Regions from separate parts of the Arachis hypogaea genome. Here region 1 is linked to region 2. Evidence: chromatin contacts called from public Hi-C data. All regions are on one chromosome and are shown on one strand. Each heading gives the region's core, a stretch centred on a gene start, on an enhancer-like site or on the middle of the called end of the contact. The rest is flanking DNA. Distances are from core to core; before and after follow the strand shown.

What was found. Hi-C and Micro-C count contacts between places; a contact is called where the count stands out from the background.
Region 1: a Hi-C map of leaf shows a contact between it and region 2, with 2.3 times the contacts expected there. The contact joins the enhancer-like site here to the promoter of LOC112711085 in region 2. A contact is called at or near these places in 2 of 8 Hi-C or Micro-C datasets (both in leaf).

Annotation. Positions count from the first base shown.
Region 1 is chr9:80,443,389-80,450,227 of arahy.Tifrunner.gnm2.J5K5, reverse strand. LOC112711092 reads left to right here. Exons shown (of 22, transcript XM_025763639.3): 13 at 545-819; 14 at 905-1,026; 15 at 1,161-1,203; 16 at 1,293-1,384; 17 at 2,648-2,696; 18 at 3,594-3,664; 19 at 3,754-3,873; 20 at 4,386-4,486; 21 at 5,134-5,179; 22 at 5,484-5,860. The coding sequence ends at 5,546. Among protein-coding and RNA genes, the nearest start is that of LOC140175327, 6.5 kb to the left of the region's middle. Within about 2 kb of position 5,492, at least 1 of the 3 cell types and tissues checked has open chromatin away from gene starts, as enhancers often do.
Region 2 is chr9:79,984,750-79,991,536 of arahy.Tifrunner.gnm2.J5K5, reverse strand. It overlaps LOC112711085, which reads left to right and starts at 1,524. Exons shown (of 3, transcript XM_072203053.1): 1 at 1,524-2,024; 2 at 2,127-2,575; 3 at 3,091-3,708. The coding sequence starts at 1,709. The coding sequence ends at 2,575.

The sequences.
Region 1 (6,839 bases), core at 4,243-6,742, 450 kb before region 2:
ATGTACCAGCATAGCTTTAGCATAGCTTTAGGGAAAATTGTAATGCACAACTATTAAACCAGTGATTTTTTATGGGATCGAATGTTGGGAGGTTAAATACCAACGAGAAAAGAGGATAGATGTTGCATAGACGAGGATATTTTGATGGATGAGTGGATGATATACTAGATGAGATGGGATTAGGAATGAAAAGTTAAAGTTGAAGTAGTGCGTAGTGTGGATAAAATGGCTGAATCTCATCTTATTCTGTATTGCAAAATGTGGAAACTATTAAAATAGATTTAATAGTTCAAAATTAATCATGATCTATTTCAGGACACTATCATGTCAAGTGGAACAAGACTTGATGGTTACTATTTTTAGTATTCATAGAATCAAACAAAAGAATAAGTTTTGATTGATTTGCCACACACACAAGCGTGCACACTCAAGTTGAACTGAAATAGCTCCTTGGAGGCTCAAATGATGAATTTTTAATCGAGACTTAGACCAGTATCGGTAACAGCAGTGACATCCACGCTCAAATATTGTGTCTATTTTACAGGAATTCTTCAGCTCATGATGTACCCATCCACCTAGGTGATGCTCATCCTCCACATTATGGAGAGGAGATAACTAACAAACAGGTGACGTTTCGCGAACCTGTGAGCAACAATGATGTGGATGATCCTGATGGAGATGGAAACAATAGTGAGAGAGAAACATCTGCTAACTGGAGTGGCAATGCGCCTTATACAACCGCTGTTGATGAACCTGCTCCCTCATATTCTCCATATTTGCCACCTGTTCTTGAAGAACCTTCTTCGTCATTTTCTGAGGGTAATAATTAATATCCTTTTGAACTTCACTAAATGTTCAGAGCTTTGATGTTGACCATTTTCAAGTTGAATAAATCACAATACAGCTGCCGACGATGATCCCTTACCAGCCATAGAGGGCCTTCAAATTTCTGGGGATGCCTTTCCAGGAAGGGAACTTCAGGCATGCGGATACTCCATCAATGGCACCACTAGTTGTAATTTTGAGGTTAGTTTTTTCCCCTTATAAATTGAACGAGTTTGTACTGCTTTATTTCTTAAGAGTTTTCATTACATTGTACTTAGATGTGTCTGTTCTAACCGTTTGTCACTGCCTTTGTTTCCCTTGTTGGACTGTGCCAGTGGATTCGACATTTGGAAGATGGTTCCTTTAATTATATCGATGGTATTGTACTATTGTTTACTTGTTTTTATGTTCACCTTTACATCCATCCTGATGTAATGATCTCAACCATATCCATTGTCCAAAAACAGGGGCAAAGCAACCCAACTATCTTATCACTGCTGACGATGTTGATACATTGCTTGCCATTGAAGTCCAGCCTCTGGATAACAGGAAGCGCAAGGTACTTTTATCTCTTATAGTGGCTGTCTTGTATGTAAAAGATGTACTGTTCAAAAGTGGCTTCAAATTAACTGTGTTCCAACTTAGGAATATCAATGTGATTTTCGGTGAAAGGGGGAAACTACTAGTAATTTTCAGTGATCATCATACTGACCAATTTAGGTGTTTTGTCACTAGGGTTTGATATGGCTAATGGGCTATCCTTGTAATGATCATTGGTCATTGAATTTCTTTCACAATATTGCTGATGGATGTTGGAATATTTAGTTCTTTGTGTGTTGATGACATTGAATTCTAATTTCTAAGTCTATCCTTTCTCCTTGTCCTGTGTGCCTTGTTACAAGAGCAAAGTTGTCGAACTTTTGTTTTTCTTTCCAAGATCATATGCAGGTGAACCACATTGGTGGGGAAATAATTAGAATATGGAATGAAGAGAAATGAAAGACTAGCGGGTGTTGTATTAGTTATTTAATCCAAGGTTATGAAAACTAGACCAAATATCAAACCTGCCAAGCTACTGTTTAGTGGTTCAACCTGTTTAAAGGGATTCAACTGAATATACATATATATATGGGGTGGGGGGTGTTGATTAATAAATATATTTTATTATATCAATTTTCTTTTTCCCGTTTTGGTCTAGCCATGTGCACTAGTAGCATTGAAAAAAAAAAAGAGATAATGCAGTACCAGCAAAAGGAACTTGCAATGAGTAATCACTCCAATGAAGGGGGAATTATGAGTGTTCAGATAAGAAAAATCAGGTTATGACCCATGAACCATGTGATGACAACACCTAATTCTCTTGACATTGTTGCACTGTTCCATAGCCTCTCTTTTATCATTATGTCCTCTTTTTTCAATTGGCACTTGTTTCTAAATGACAAGGATATATGTACTTTTGATGAAGTTCTTTCCATTTTAATGATTTCTTCTTTTATCAAAGAAAAAAAGTACTCTTTTGGTGAATTTATTCTTGTTCTTTTTTGGATAAACAACAATATATGTTATATTTGCTGTTTTGGTATAGTTATATTTCATTTGCAAGTTTATAGATTTTAATGGGTCATTGTGCCCTGTGCGCAATAGTACACCATGCTTAATAAGTAATTTGAGAAATATAGGTACTATGTGAATTGATTCTGATAGAGTTCTTTCAAATGTGTACTTTGTGAATGGATTTTGACCTCTTTTCTTATTTTTTATGGGTTGGTGTGACATGGTTATTTAATTAATTTTTACTAATCTCATGCATTCTTCAATGTAGGGAGAACCTGTGAAGGTTTTTGCCAATGAAAACAAAAAGATTACTTGTGGTAGGTGCCTGTATTATTATTTTGGAATGCTGATTGATGTTACCATTTATGCACTTGGTATGGTTGTGTATTTGAAGTGAACTTTTAGTAAAATGTAGTGAAGTAAAGTAATGTTCGTCAATATTTTAACCTAAGGGCGAATGTGTGACAATTTTTACAAAGGCTATATTCTCCATATCTTTAAACAGTGCGATTTGACCGACCCCTCCAGGCCCCAACTAGACATCTAGGGTGTTACATTTACTGGAGTAAACATCTGCCAGTGATCCAATATCACGCATTATGCTCTGATGGCATCTTAAGATTGTTGGTCAAAAAGCTAAATCACGGTTGGTGGAATGCCCAAATGTTTACAAGGACTATCTTGATTGATCTCTTATGCTTATGCAGCATAGGAGTTAAAGTCTATCATTTGTTGCATTTGTGTTCTATAAAGTGGGAAAATAAATATCATGACAGTTGTGGGAAAGTTGATGCAGCTATAAGCCTGACCAAAGCATTAATATAATGCATCTTAAATATGAAGCTATCCTTAGTGTGCTTTCCTTAATGATACCGGGATAGTCCGATAGAGGTGGCATTAACCTTTACCTGTATGAATTGGTGTGTGGATGCCCTTTCTTGGTTAGTGAAACAGAGAGGCTAGTTTCATCCTGTAGGTACTCATTGTGCTTCAGATATTTATGGTGCATAATATGATATTTATTTGAATTCTAAGTGGTGTGTTGTCCCAAAAAAACACACTGAAGTGGAAACAATTTGATCTTAATTCTAAGTGAACATATCTACTTTGGATGTATTGTGTTGTTTTCCTTGATTTCAGTTTTGTGCTATGGCTGCAATTTTGTGGATCCCTCCTAAATAAAATAGCTGAAGTATTCTCTTATTTGTTTTCAGATCCTGAAATGCAGAGTTGCATAGAAAAAGCTTTTTACACGGGACAAGCTTCATATAAAGTTTCTCTTTCGGTAATTGAATGTAGCAGAGTTTTGGAACTTATTTTACTTATGTTTGGAGAATTCACGGTTACATAAATAACTTTGGCTTTGTATTACAGACTGGATATCTTGATATATGGGAACCAGCCACATTGACCGTTAAGAAGGAAGGTTATAGTATCAAATGTAGTGGACCAAATGGAGTAGTCATCACAGAAAAGTTTGCGTCTTCCAGCAGTGTATGAAGTTTGATTATTTGATGCTTTGTGTGAAAGTTACTGCTAGTTAAAGTTGTATAAAATTATTGAATGAGTAAAGAAAGTAAAACGGATTCTGGGATCATTCAGTAAAATATTCCTCCCTGGAAGATTTCCTTTTAGTGAACTCTTGGTAGTAATAGTTTACTTGTGCAGTGTGCTTACTACTACTATTATTATTATTATTATTATTATTATTATTATTATTATTATTATTATTATTATTATCTCAATAGCTTTCTGGGAAGTGCAATGTGAGTGCACATTTTACCCCATTCCTTTCCTTCCCCCCTGATGCCCAAGTGATCTCACTGGTCTGACCAATAGAATACCCTGGAAAGGACAAGTATTCTTAGCAGTCTTGTTGGATGGGTCTTAGAATTATTTGAAAATTGTTGTCATGCCTTTTTGTTAATCTCTAAAATTAATCTTAGTGTTCAGCAATTATTTATTTATTTATTTATTTTAATCATACGTGGCTCTTCCTTTTTTAGGTTATGATTCCATATGGACATGTTTCAGAATTTATTATAATGGGTTCAAGTGGAACTGACCATCTGTTAAGAGCAGAAAGCACTCCAACAGATGTTTCTGGGTAAGTATTCATTCTGTCGTGTTGTTGCAAAAACGGACAAAAGCAATTGAGTGACACGAGAATTGGTGAACAAGTTTGATATTTCAGCATTGAATGCTAGAATTGGTTCCACATAAAGACTAGAATCATAGAATAGGAGTGTGTATTGAATAGGGAAACTTCCTAGCATTGTGCTAGAATTTTGGGGAGATACAAGTAAATGTGTAGTTACAGTTAGTGGAAGAGTTGGAGTTCCACAACCTCCAAGATGCAAATTTTAAAATGATGAATCAACCATAACTAGTCCCTCATACCCTTTATTTATAACTATGCTAATTAACTAATGAGTCCTAACACTGAATATATAATGACTCTTCATGAGATTTCCCTCACCCTAAAGTTTAAGGTCTACCCAATAGACTTAGGTCCCTAATCCTTGGTGTAACCTTGAGCAATAAAGATTTGTTAGTGAAGAGGTGAACAAAATTCTGATATGGTGCTTACAAAGCTTTCAGAACTGTGGATTTATTTATTTATTTTTAATCTCTAAGCCAGACGTAGGAGTATCCTGTGTCGTGTTTTCTGATGATTGTAGTGTAACAACTTTTTTTTATGGTTATTTATTTTTAATTTTTTTTTCTGATAATATTTTTATGTTCTTTTTGCAGTGCAAGAGATACTATTGTGCTCACCTTGAGATTATTCATCTTAAGGGTAAACAAACTTTTCCCTTAACTTATATATTACACATTTACACCCTCCGGTCTCAAATATTCTCCATTGCGACAAAGGGGTACATTGAAAAACCAATGAATTTGGACACAAATATCCCAGTGAAGTCAACTGAAACTTTTATTGCAAGTCTCAAAAATGCGAATTCCCTGATTGGATAATTGGCAATTTCAAATCAGTTCACTCTTTTTTTTCCAGTATAAAATATTTAATATTAGACATTGGGCCGGTCTGTGGTGACCAAGTAGTATACTCAAGGCTTAACCCAATTTTTTGGGTTCTGCAGGCTGCGGAGAAAAAGAGAGGGAAGAAAAAAGGATTATTCTTTAACAGTTTAAATTTGAAGTGAAGAATGGTAGCTGTTTGGCAGAAAATCTCTGCTTCATACAGAAGGGTACTGGGATGGGAGATGTGTTTTGTGTGTGGAACGAAAATTTTGCTCCTTTCATATTTATATATACTAGGGCCGAATTAGCTTGAGCTGTAGTTGTGAATTTATGTATTCTTTTTGAATATTCAGTAATTATTTTTTCCCCCATAGCCCTGTAAGTCAAGTGTTGTATTGCTTGCTGTACTTGTCATTCTTGTGCATATTTTTTTCTTGCATATTCATTCTAGTTTTCTCACTTAAGTGAAAATGATATATAGTTACCATTTGAAATTCGTGTAACATGTCCCATTTTCCGGTTTCTTTTTGTTGTCTTTTTTCTTTTTAATAGAAAAGTTGGAATATGTATCAATAATAGTTTAGGTATTATTATTATTATTACTTGGTTGTGATGGTATTGTTTTATCAGCTGTTTAAAAGTAAAGGGATTTTTATATTCAATCTGTATTCATCATTTCCAATAAACTCAGTAAATTTGATGTGCTGTTTTATGTGAGTACATTATTCTTGTAATAGTATGTGGGGAAATTCTGATTGAAGACCCAATAAAAGACTTGTTGAGAAATAGTTTTTACTTTAAACTATCATTACAATAACAATTGTCATTCGAAGTAGGTTGATCTATTATTTCTTTCCACTTTTCTTTTTTCCTCTCTTTTTTCCTTTTTTTTCACCCTCTTTTCTTTTTCTTCGCTTTCTCTGCTTTCTCTCGAGTTGGATATAACTCATTTTTGTGGATTTATTTATCACGATATCAGAGTCTGAGTTGACATCAAATAAAAAATTGTATTATGTGTTTTATTTCAAGGAAAAATAGATATAAATATTTTTCTTATTTATTTGAAGGTCAATTAAATTCATCAAAGATACCCTGAATGATATGAGACTACTAGACATAAGGAAAACACGAATAGTGATAAAGGATAAAGCATCTATAAAGAGGACTACAAAGACAAAATAAAACAGCATTCTGAACATTGAAAAAAGAAAATATGGTGGAATTGTCACTAAAGAGAATGATGAACTTTGGAATATCAGAGAAAGAAGAGAGAAAGAATTAAGACAAGCTTTTAGAGAAAAAACACATGACGACTACTTATCGCAATTTAGAGACTAGTTTTTAAAATGTACAATTCATACATAGAAAATAAAAATGGTTAAATAGTGTAAAAAAGTATGACAACTTCCTGCATGTGTTGCTTTGTATGTACTTTCTCAAAAGAAATTGTTGCATCCTTTATTTTTCTCTGAACA
Region 2 (6,787 bases), core at 275-2,774:
ATCGTGAGAATTTTCGATTAAGGATTCATGGTCAAAAATTTGGGTTGCAGAATTTAGATATTAGTGTTGATGACCATGGGTTACTGGTCAGAGAGTTCGAGGAAGACGGCTAGAATGTGACGGTGTAAGATTTAGAGGTTACGTTTTAGGGTGTATACTTTTAGGATAGTAGGTTTTATAAATTACATTTTGGCGTGTATAGTTTGTATTGTAGGATGTTGAATGAAATAAATTATCTCAATGTTGCAGGGTTAAAAGTTTTATTTTTGAAATTTGTATACACGGGTGTCACATCCAGGGACGGATCCAGAAAGTTTAATATGAAGGGGCCAAATTTCAGATAATTTGTTTTATTCTAAAAAAATAACTAACGTATAATTATCATAATTAGTTTTTTAAAGATTTATGAATATTAAATTAATTAAGTGAAAATTATGAGTAAATAAAATAATTAAGACATAAATATAATTAATAATAAAAAAATACGTATAAAATTACTAGATTACATAATATTTTGTATTTTTTTAAACACATGCGATATATCTAAATATAGTTTCTAAAAATTTTACGAGAGTCGAGATCACTACTCGCCCCCTTCTAGGTCCGTCCCTAGTCACAACACTTATATTTCGAAATTTAAATAATAATTAATATACAGATTTAACCTAAATCAACATTAAATAATTTTGTTAGTGTTAAGATTAAGTTATAATTAATTAAATTGCTTTACATGAATAAATAAATTTAAGTTTTAAGACTTAGAAAATAATCTAACATTGTTTTTGTATATTAAATAATTTGAGAATTCAGTAACATCTTGAGTTATAGGTTGGGTATTATTTTTATATATGATGTTTTTAACGTTTATATTGTTAAACAGTAACTTATTTTTAATAATCTGAATCTACATATATTATTGTACAAAAATGGTCACTGTGTTCATTTTAATAGAACCAACGTAGTTAAGAAATAATAAGAAATAATGAAAGAGACTCCATATGGCATAAATGAATTGTTTAATTACTGTCACAAATACCAATGTAGAAGTAATTACTAACAGAGTATATCGATGTGTAGATTATATGGTTTTTTACGTCAAGTGGTATTTAGAAAGCAAGTAAGTATTAAAGTTATTCATTACCAATGAGAAAATTTAATTTTCAGTTAATTATCAACTACTTAACTAGTATAATTTAAGTAATTATCTTCATATTTTGATTTTATGTAATTTTTTTCTATTTGTAATAATTAAAATTTAAAATATCATTATTATTAAATGAATTTTTTATCAAAAACTTTTTTTTTCACATGATTCACGAAAAAGATATTTTTATTTTAAATTGTATACAGGTAACATAATAAAAGCCATATGTTTATTGTATTTATGTATTAGCACGTAATAGTTTTTACTAAAAGACATCGACATTATTGCTAATATTTTACATGTAACATCGATTAAGACACGTGGACACGAATGACTGGACAGCATGAGTTATTAAATGTTGTAACCCACTATAATCGAAGAAGTTTAAGTGCCCACAAATTAAATACATTGAAGGAAAATGAATGCAGGTAGTATGATGATGAATGGTTGGACCGGTGGTTTTGACGGTTCAGTATGCTGGAAACTTCGGTAAGCTTCCTTTATAAGTCATTTCGTTTCACGTTTGTTCTGCCTGAAAAGAAACCCACTTAAGGTGCTGCATAGATGGATTCTGGTCGGTTCCGTTACTACGTCGTTAGGAGAGGACGAAAGCTAGGCATTTACACCTCTTGGGAAGAATGCAATCAACAAGTCTATGGCTTCAAGGGGAGTCAGTTAAAAGGCTTCATGGTAAGGCGCGAGCCGAAGGAGTGGCTGAGTTTGCCAAGACAAGACCCAGTTGGTGAAGATACTGCCCCGGAGCCTGAAGATTTGGTGTTAAGCTTTGGAGCTATGTCCGTCGGAGACTCTGGCAGCGTTACCGGAGACGAGAGCAGCGGATCTGTGGCCGCCGGGACGGACTTGCTGCCTCAGAAGCCAGGTGCGTGTAGCTTGTGTTTATGGTTTGTTTATTTATTTATTTTGTGTATGGTAACCATCGGTGTTGACCTGGATGTCATGTGTTGTGCAAAACTGTTCCTAGATATGGTGCCAGAGTTTGACCCCAAGGCGTTCGTCATAATGGAAGACATGGAGCAACTTTTGTTACAGGTTTGTGCTCGACTTGAAGTTGGACCGCCAGTGTTTTTCATGCGTGATGTCTTCCGCAGCGAAGGAAAGAAATATCATGGGTTTGGGGTTTCTTTGCAAAGCACCGCGAAGGGGATAAACTTTTTCGTTTCGGGGCGGTTGTCGACTGATGAGGGACTGGCAAGGCAGGATGCCGCCTTCATCACTTTGGAACGACTCCTTGAAGAGGCGGAGGTGAAAATTTTTGACTTCAATTTCCAAGTTGTTCTTCGATACAAGGAGGACCTTGCTGAGGCACACCGCATAGCAAGGTTGTCAGCCACAGAGCATGTAATGATGCTGGAGAAAGAGAACGCTGAGCTGAAGCAAAGGTTGAGCCTCTACAATCAGATGTTCATGTAGGTAGGAAGAATGGCTTTCGTTGTGTCCGGTTTGTGATGTCCCTTTTGTGTGCTTTTCACTACTTTTGTCTTTTAGTATTCACAAGAATGAGGAAGCTAAAAATTCCAAGTTATGATATGTACCTCAGTTTCAACATGGATTCTGTTGCAGAGAACGTTGTTTTTCTCCTTTAGGCTGTATTTATTCCGTTAAACTTACTTTACATGACGTCGGCGAAGTTCATTATTCCATTAGTTTATTTCCTTTCGGTTCTTATTTAATGGTATTTATTGTCATAGCTTAAGATTGTGTCTCCGATTCATTTTAGGGTTTAATTTTGTTCCCGGTTGAAGCAAAGTTTGATGTTAAAAGTTTAAATTTCAGTGGCACAAGGCTTTCCTAGTTATTAAGTGATAACCGTTACAGTGTACGAAGTTTCTGTAGATTAAAAAATTAAACTTAATTACTAATAGGGTTTCGACGAAGATAAGTAACATGAATAACAAGTCATCGTTGCTGGCCTTATTCTGTTTCAGGAAGACTAGGTGGCATCACCTGAGATTGAAGTGTTATCTTTGGGGTTTAAGGGATAAGTTATGAAGACGTGATGGAAACCCCGATTTCGTAAATAACGTGCATCTCTGGGAGGAGGCGTGTTGAAGGGGATGAGGGTCATATAGCCATCTTTTCAGAAATCAGACGTGGGTCAATCCTAAAGACCCTACACTACTGACGGTCACATCCAACGACTCAATTGGTTGATGTATTTCTTTTAGGCGGAGTTATCGTGGATTCTAATGAATAATCTCATTGATTAAAACAAAAAGAAGCTTCCGCGGAAGGTTTGTGACGATGTTGGTCATTTCGGTTTGAATTGGAATTGAGTTTTCCATTGCAACAGAACTGGATAGTAGAAAATAGTCGGTGAAAAGATATTTCGATAAGTATTTGTCGCATGTTTTGAACCACCAAATGGGCAACTACGTTTTGAATGTAACCGCTTTTTAAAAATTGCTTTTCGCGTATAAGTGATTCTTTGCTTACATAATTTGTATTTAGTCATTTTGACTGAATTTAAATTTGAAAAAGTGAATACTGTTTCTGTTATATTCATGTAAACAACTTTTAAATAAATAAGAAATTAATCACTAAAACGGTATAATACCAAATTATGCTATTAATATGTTATGTATAATTAATATAGGTTTTATATCCTTTTAAGTATTTGATATACAGTATTTTATAATCCATCAAGATATTTATAAGTGTTTAATATTTTTTATTATTATCATAATAAAACATTGTTTCTTTACCTTCCCCGGGGGTAGTGGTATATACGATACAGATTTCTTTTAGGAATGATCTATCCCTTTCAAGTGCCTATACCTGAGAGTTCTCTCCATTAGAAGATGCTAGTCTGACTCTGTACTTGGTAACAATCCCTTCTGTGCACACTTCCTTCCGGGTTGGCACAAAAGCAACAGAGATTGAAACGGCTCCTCGAACCAGATTCTATTAGATCTTATCCCGTAATTCGCTAATCTCGATACTTATTTTTAACACTTAAACAAGTTTTGGAAATTCAAAATTTGTTAGGCAAATTTTATATGTTGATAAATACTATTTCCCTAACAGATTAAGAATTAACATTCACCCTAGTTCATCCTAACACATCCTATTATCATCATTACCCTAACTCCTTAGACCATGCCGGTCAAATCGAACGAAACCATTGATTAGACATGGAGGAAGGTGTAGCAGGTTTCAATCTCCCCAAATGTCTACTCACAATTTTTGTGGTCTCGATAAGCTAATTTGCTGCTACTTTTGAGATAAAAAAAATATTGCCGTCATGCTTAAAGCCCATCTAGTCTTTGATATTTGATTTGTGTTATTTTCCTAAGGGATTTAAGTTACGTTTGGATTCCGAGCATAAAAGAAGCACGTTGGGACGTAACCGGGCATTGATGTTGGTTCTCTACATATTGGGCCTCCCTATACCCAATGGGTTCCACTATGACCCAACATGGTGTTACTAACCAAAATATAAACGCAAATTCCGTGCCTCGTTATCGTATGTAAAGTTATTGTAACGAAGTCACAGGAAATGAAGTTCCTGACTTTGGATGAGCAGCAAATCAACTCCATGAAGGATAAGAGTACTCTGCTCAACAAAGAGGGGGACGCCACGGACGTCGACGTCTCTCTAGCAAGGTATAAGTAGAGACTTTCGATTTAATGTAACTGTTTCAAGTTAGGGCCTCGTGCCCCTGTTACAGGATTGCCATTAATTTTTTTCCATACTTATCAGCGTGGTGGCTAAAGGGGCGGACGATGGGGGGAGATCACTTGAGGAGAAGATGTTGACGGTTTTGAACACGGTTCAGGAGGTAAATATAACATATTCCTTGAGGTTTTCTTTTTCATAGTTTAGACTTCAACATTGGGTTTTTCACGCCTCAAATATAACTATTGTTTGAACGCAGCATGTTTTGGAGGACAGGGAGGTGACGAAGACTATTCTGAAGACTCACAACGACCAGTTATGGACCATTACCGACCTACTGGCAGATCATGGTAAGGCCATTCAGTCATTGATATCCCTTGTTAATACGAGGGGGTATGACCAAGTTGGGGAGGAAAACTCCAAAGCACCGCTCGCTGCCTCTTTCAGGACTGGTAAAAGAAATCCAGGTAATGTCAATAAAAAAGTAAAAGATCCACCGGAAAAGAAATCCTCCAAGGGCCGAAAGTTCCATGCTCAAAGGACGCGCTCGAACGAGAAGTTGGCTTCCTCAACCGAAAGGAAGCCTCGACGCTGTACCGTTAAGCGTGAGGAAGCACCCAGTGAAGCAGCAACAGGAAAGACGAAGGCCATGTCAATGAAGGTAACATTATATTTTTTAACCAATGGGGTACATAATATACGTCTGCAATTTTTTAAGTCTCCTCATGTATTGCTTTGTCGTTGTTGCTTTACTCTGCAGAGGAAGCTTACGTTTGAGAATCTGGATTCCACATCCTCAGCTGGATCTGAGTTGAAGCAAACTGAGCCGGGGACTCCTTTCACCTACCACACTCACCATGGTCACCACGGCGCTGAAGACATGCCTCGGGTAAGACTCTCCTCGACGATATGCATGGTTAAAACACAAATCACCTATTGTGGAGCACTGCTTTGTTTTTTTGATCGAGCTGTATTTTCTTTTACTAGTGCCTCAACCTATCCTTTTGACCACCAGAAGGAATGCACTTCGTCGGGAAGGAACTCGCCGTTGCAGCATACATATTCTCGTCGGACCTGGACAACAGGTGCGTATGGGGATTAGGCCTAGTAAATAATGTGGAAATATTGTCCTCTTAGCGCTATTCTTTAGTTAACATTCCACACTGTTACGCAGAGAGGTCCTTGTACATGACGAGAACTCCCGTGGAGACCGGGATGCACTGCTGACACTCCGGCCGGGTCAGATGATCGTCGACGATGTAAGTATGAATTCCCTTGTGTCAAAACCCTAAGTCGAGGACCAAACTAACTGGACCTCCGATAACGATTTAGATATATAAGCATTTCATGAATATGCAGGTTATAAACCTTGCTTGCACTATGTTAACGCATGAAAATAGGAAGGAGTCCTGGTTTCTTCCGACGACCTTTTGTGTACGTCTAACGACCTCACCTATATTTTCATTAATTCAACCTCCCCTCATTAGTATTAACCGTGGTTTTTATTTTGTTGCTACTTCTCTTGCAGCAAGTTGCTCTTAGCCCGGTAAACCACAACATCGACACCTTCGAGTTTATCCGCAATAGGTTCATGGGATATGCAGATGACTTGTGGATGGTGAGTTCTTGATCGCATTAAAGTTTTTTGTGTTGTCTATTTTTCTAGCAACTCTAATCGTGAATTTATGTGAATGTTGGGCCATAGATATATGTACCCATGCACAGAGACAACCATTGGTTTTTAATGGTGGTAGACCTTGTCAACTGTAACTTGCTTTATCTCGACTCCGCCAAGGACAGCGACCGCCGGGATGCAAGGGTCTCACAGATGAAGTTTGTGGTAAGAGTAACCGAACCTCAAGAGTTCACCGTAGCCATATGTTGCCTTTGCATATTACTCTTAATCACTTTTGGAAATGCTGCTGTTTGGTTAATAACTTACATGACTTATTCATGGTCTCAGGCCTTCTTTCTGGAAAACATGCTAGAGGACAAGAGATTTTGGA